Linked DNA regions of Xenopus laevis: region 1 is linked to region 2. The links are chromatin contacts, called in public Hi-C maps. All regions are on one chromosome and are shown on one strand. The core of a region is the stretch at or near the end of the contact, and the rest is flanking DNA. Distances in the headings are between cores, read along the strand shown.

Evidence for each region. Hi-C and Micro-C count contacts between places; a contact is called where the count stands out from the background.
Region 1: a Hi-C map of the XTC cell line shows a contact between it and region 2, with 2.7 times the contacts expected there. The contact joins the promoter of LOC108717180 here to the enhancer-like site in region 2. A contact is called at or near these places in 2 of 4 Hi-C or Micro-C datasets (the XL177 cell line and the XTC cell line).

What each region holds. Positions count from the first base shown.
Region 1 is chr5L:149,070,119-149,073,188 of Xenopus_laevis_v10.1, forward strand. It overlaps LOC108717180, which reads right to left and starts at 1,513. Exons shown (of 3, transcript XM_018264009.2): 1 at 584-1,513. The coding sequence starts at 1,039.
Region 2 is chr5L:149,027,861-149,030,847 of Xenopus_laevis_v10.1, forward strand. No RefSeq gene overlaps it. Among protein-coding and RNA genes, the nearest start is that of klf11.L, 12 kb to the right of the region's middle. Within about 2 kb of position 1,696, at least 1 of the 7 cell types and tissues checked has an H3K27ac peak or open chromatin away from gene starts, as enhancers often do.

The DNA.
Region 1 (3,070 bases), core at 263-2,762, 42 kb after region 2:
AGGGTGCATGGCTGTACCTAGAGGCAATTTTTGTTCAGTGTTGATCTTTATGGGTAAAGAATAAAGCCCAGTGTGACACTGTTGTAATAAGACCCACTCCAGCGCACTCTGACTACCCAAACCTGTCTGACCAAAGGTCTCCCATAGCCAACCTGCCCCCTGTTGGAGGTCTCTAAAAATCACAAGTGACAGTAACAGTGGTGGTTGGATGGACATATGATCCATACATGATGCCAGTAACTGGTTAGGTCACTTGGAAATATTTTTTATTTTATTTGTCTTTTATTTTTTAACAATACTTTACAGCTGCCTGCAGTCTAAACGATTCTGGGTATCCATGGACTGCCCACACACTAAGAGCATGATGGATTTTCCACCTGAATCCTGACTGATTTGTGGGTATTCCAAGACACCTAGCCTGAAGCATGATGAACCAAAGCAATGAAAATATCAACTCTGGTGTTATTGAGTGGAATGAACTGGAGATCATGGAAACTCTCGTAGGAATCTATCTATATCATCACTACATCGCAACAATACATTATTACTGTTATGCTATACCATGCACACATTTCCCACTTACTATATTGCTGCTGGAGTCTTGTTGTCTAAAATGGATATTGTGGAGCAGGGAAGCGGTCGGTTGCAGCTGTGGCTGTCCCTGTATCGTCCATGACGTGTCAGGATTGAGGGGTCTCTCTCCATAGATTTGTGGCCCTGACAGAGGGCTTGTGAGGTGACATCTGGACTCCACAGTCTGCTCCTTGAATTTAGGAGCGTTATCAGACAAGCAGTCCTGGGACTCTTCCAACAACTCATCAAGCAGCTGAAGGTCTTCATCTCCGTCCCTTCGTCTCAATCTGCCTGTCTCGGTCTCTTTCCCCTCTTTAGTAGGTTCATCTTCTGTTTTTATCTCGCAGGAGACTGTTTCTTCCTGAAGTCTGTTGCCAACTGAAGGCTCTCCCTTGGATGGAGGTCTGGGCTGCTGACTGCGGGCAATAAGTACACTGCTACTGCCCCTGCTGCAGCCACTGCCCATAACAGACTGTACACTCCGGTGGCTTTTTGAGTAACTTTTTAGATGCCAATCACATGTCTTGGCTGTATGTCTGTCCGAGTGCCTGTTCTCACCATACTCATGTCATCAAACATTAGCTGAAGCCCATCTTGCAAACTTCTCTAGCAGTGTATAAAGTGCAATGATTCAACCCCATAGAGTTACCTTCACTTTCACCTCTTTCATTCCCAGATGCACTTCCCCCTGCCTCTCTCACTCTCCCTTTCATACCCTCTTACAGTTAAACATTAAAAGCAAGTCCCTCGCACTGAAGTGAGTGCAGCTGCAGCAGGGAAATGTTAGCTCGGCCAGAGGAGTGTCATTGAGATCAGGGCCAATAGGCAGAGCAGGGGAAAGAGCCCAGAAGTTCGCACATAGGCAAATCTGAAACACTAGACTCTGAAATTAAAATGGAACGGAAACTGGGTGTAACCTGCGGATTTATACCAGAGCTGACACACAGAAACGATGAAAAATGTACCAGGCCTATTAAAAACCAAATTATTAAAGGAATAGTAACACCAAAAAAGAAAAATGTTTTAAATTAATTAAAATATAATGTACTGTTGCACTGCCCTGGATTTGTTTGCTTCAGCAACACTGCTACTGTGTATATAATATAAGCTGCTGTGTAGCAATGGAGGCAATTGAAATAGGCCTCAATGGCACAGTTTAAATAGTGCATAACAGATAAGCTCTGTAAAACAACATTTTTTAGTGATAACTGTTCCTTTAATGTAGCCAGACACATAAGCAGACAGAGATACCTTTTAGTGGGGGTGGGCCCTGAGGCAAACGTGATTTTGGTTTGGATGTTGTTCAGCTACAACTCAGTAACCCTAGACAGTATTCAGCTGTTGGTGGGTTCTGTGAGTTGCAGTTTAACATCAGTGGCAACAGCTGTTCCTACTACTACTGTACTATTATCCTCACTGCACTGTTTTGCTATACTGGTTTCTCACTTATTGCTTTGCTGGACCAAACTTTGAGCAGGTCCAACACAGTCACCCCCTCTCTCTTTGCAACCCCCTAAAGCTACACTTAAAGACATCTGGTAGCAAGAAGGAATGTAATAATTAGTAATCAAAAAAACACAGGCAGTCTACACCAGATCTCATCCTTATGGTAAACCTTTTGGTTCGTGAGATGATTGGGGGTCTGTTCACCTGATGATATGCCTATTATCACATCAGTGTCCATCCACAGGATGATGGACCTGTACATCTGAAAATACACCCACTGTTATACCACTGTCCATCCATGAGATGATGGGACCTGTTCACCTGTTGATATGCCTATTATTTCATCACTGTCCATCCATGAGATGATGGAGCCTATACATCTAAAAATACACCCAGTGGTGTACCATTGTCCTTCAATGAGATAACAAGGCCTGTTAAATATCTATTATCCCATCACTCTTCATCCCTTAGATGATGGGGCCTGCTCATCTGATGATATGCCTATTATCACATCACTGTCCATTCATGACATAATAGGGCCTGAACATCTGAAAATACACCCAGTTTTATACTACTGTCAATCCAGGAGATGATGGGACGTGAATATCTATGTAGTGATTAAATCAGCTTGCCCATAGATCAACTGGTGGGATGTCCCAAGAAGTGCCCTGTGTGTGGCCAACTAAACTCACTGAAACAACAAAACACTTGCAGCCATCACAAGGGCCATATAGTAGTGAAAGCACTTTGGGGGAATGATTTAAGGCGCAACACAAGGCAGTGACACTCATCCTCACAATGACTTTACGGCTTTCTTTGTACATTCAATTAGTATTTATATTTAGTGGATTTTATGGCTTTCCTATCTCCTCTGACTTTGTATCAGCACAGCCCCTGTGTGTTATATTTATATTAGTTGTGTATTGACATCACATCTCCTGATGCCTATTTACTAAGAAACACGTCAGTTTACATACATAAACATAACTGCATTCAAATGTTTGATGACCGTATGCATCCAAATGTGCATTCGGCCTCTAGAAATCAGCTG
Region 2 (2,987 bases), core at 446-2,945:
CTTTTTAAAGTGGACAGGGCTTTTAAAAATGAGTTACAGGTATGGGACTTGTTATCCAGAATGACTGGGGCTTTCCAGATAATGGATCTTTCTGTTATTTGGATCTCCATATCGTAGAAAATCATGTAAACATTAAATAAACCCAATAGGCTGGTTTTGCTTCCAATAAGAATTAATTATATCTTAGTTTGGATCAAGTACAAAGTACTGTTTTATTATTACAGAGAAAAAGGAAAGAAAAAATGTGGATACAATTGGGAAGTCTATGGGAGGCGGCCTTTCTGTAATTTAGAGCTTTCTGGATCATGGATTTCCATACATGTACTATATTTGAGGTCTCAACCTAAAATGTAAATTTTTCTTCATCCAGAAATGTTTATTGACAAACAGTAAAAGATCCCAAGGTATAATGTAACGGCTCTCTGTGTTTTGGTCTCTGACATGTAATGAAACAATGCAACTTCTGACTATGTTTGTTTCAGTATCCATTACAGCTTACTTACCCTTGGGTGTCCCAGTGTTTGCATGTTCACTGACTTGTCATTGTGTTTCTTGCAGTCATCAGAGCTGCTGCACCTTCTCTGTAGGTCCCATGCTTTTTTCTTGCACTTTTCATGCTTTGTCTTTAGGCCTGATCAGCATCATTGTGTTATTTTCAATTTTTACCTTTTCTAGCTTCAGCCTGACCTTGATTGCACCTTGATTTCTAGGACCTGCCCAACCTTGATGACTCTATTATTAGAGTGACCTTACATCACAGTATTTTTCAGCCTGTTGGCCTAGCCTTCTCTAGATGTCTGCCTTCACCCAAACTACCAGACTGAGGTTTCTTATCACCATCAAAGGCCCGTCCTTGTGCTTAAGGCTCCATGGTCCACCATTTGCTGTGAGCCTCTCTTGTCTCCTGCTGCCACTCATTATTATACCAGGAAATAATCTTTTTAAATATTTTATCACAGCCAGAAGGTTATTTATTGCCCTTATTTGTAACAAACATACCAATTAGGCATGCAGAGGATGATGTGCCTGATGAACTCTGCCCACGTAGAACAAGGCCAAAATGGCACTCTGGCCCAGCAGCAATGTTTCTATGCAAGTTTGTCAGGTGTTTGCAGTATTTCCAAGAAATAATTAGAAGCAATAAAACGTCTTATTCACTGAAGAACTCGCTTATTATAGGCAAAGTCCACTTGTCTATGAGTAATCGCATTCTGTTCTGCTCCCAGCCTGCAATTGAATCTGGTCGTAGGGGGTCAATATAAATATTTTTTTTTTGTTGGATAAGAAAGGAAGTGGAATGAAATCCTGGTTAATACCTGGGCCCCCTATAAAAGCCTGCTTCCCCCTCTTTATGAACTACATCCCCGGGGACCCACCAACCATGTGCTACTGATTCAGGTCCTCTTCTATGCAATGGCCCAATGAGCATGAAGTCAGGTCCAGGTTCGCTTCTATTACTATATAACTGAATTGAGAACATACAAGATAGTGCCTGCCACCCGCTGTGATGCTCTTACAATAAAGAGAGTAGGGAGGCCTAGGGTTTTAAGCAGGTTTTTGTTCTTCTTTAAACAATAGTAATAGCCAGGGCTAGAACTAGAGGTAAGCAAAAGAGGGATGTGCCTAGGGTGCAACAGTGGCGGAGGCACTAGATACATACCTCTTCTGCCTGCCTACCTCTAATTCACATCATTTTGGGGAATATGCTGTGCTTGATAGTGACAAGGGGTAGAGGGGAAGGGTGTGGGTGTGTGATGAGTCCCTGCTTGCCACCTCACGGGGGCACCATTGAGGATGGGGCTAGTCTTGGGCACCCTTGCTATTTGGCCCAGTAAAAAAAAAGTATTAAAGGGAGGCCTTAATTGGACATAAGACTTAGAAACCACTATATTAAGGAGTCATTGTGCAATTTGTCTGCCATTCCCTATTTAAAGCGAACCTGTCATGAATTTTATGGTTTACTTTTTATTTCTAAATTGCACTGTTTACATTGCAAATAATTCTTTTTTTTTTTAAATCTTTATTTTTAATAAAGTGAAATTCCATCCAGCATCATAGAAAAAGAGTCATAAATAGTCAAGAAGGATGTCTTTTTCTTATTAAACATGCAAAGTGTTAATGGAATTTCACATAGGTATTATCTTATCATTCCTAGTTTGTTATTCTTGTTGATATCAATCAATATCTATGTTCATTTCAATTTGCAAATAATTCAAGCTACCATTTAAAATTTTACTCTCGAACCAACAAAGGTATTTTTTTTAGCATTAATATTGGTGTAGAGGCAGCTATTCCATTGTGCCTGATTCTGAGCTTTGAGAAGGAGCCAGCACTCCAGGATGGAACTGCTTTGAGACAACTATTGTTACTCCTCTTCCCATTGTACTTCAATACAACCCAAGTCGTGCTCCCCAGCTAGTGGTAGACATGAGGCAGGTTTTTTCCTACTTGGGTGCTATTCTCATGGCTACCACTAGGGAGCACTTTTAGCAATGCAAACAAATCCTTCAGCAGAAGTGTCAACTAGCTGCTATCTGGTTAGCTGCCCATTGTTCGGTTGCTGATGGGCTGCTGATTGGCTGTTGGGGAGGGGAAGCGAGGGGTGATATTACTCGAACTTGCAGTGTAGCAGGAAAGAGTGACTGAAGTTTATTAGAGCACAAGTCACATGGTTGGGGGCACCTGCAAAAAGGATATTGTGTCTAGCCCCATGCCAAAATTGAAAATGAAATGTTACAAAAGCTGCTTGCTCTTTTAAAAAATGGATATCAGTGCAGCATTCTGCTGGAGCAGCACTTTTAACTGATGCATTTGGAAAAAAACATGTTTTCCCATAACAGTATTTTTCTTTAAAAATGAAAAAAAACTTTTATTGCGTTTTATTGTTTGATAATTTTGAGAAATTGTTTAACTAAATTAAGTTTTAGTTCTAAAATGCAAATTTTTTTACACATTACACATTAGTAAAACATGAGAATTACTGAAGT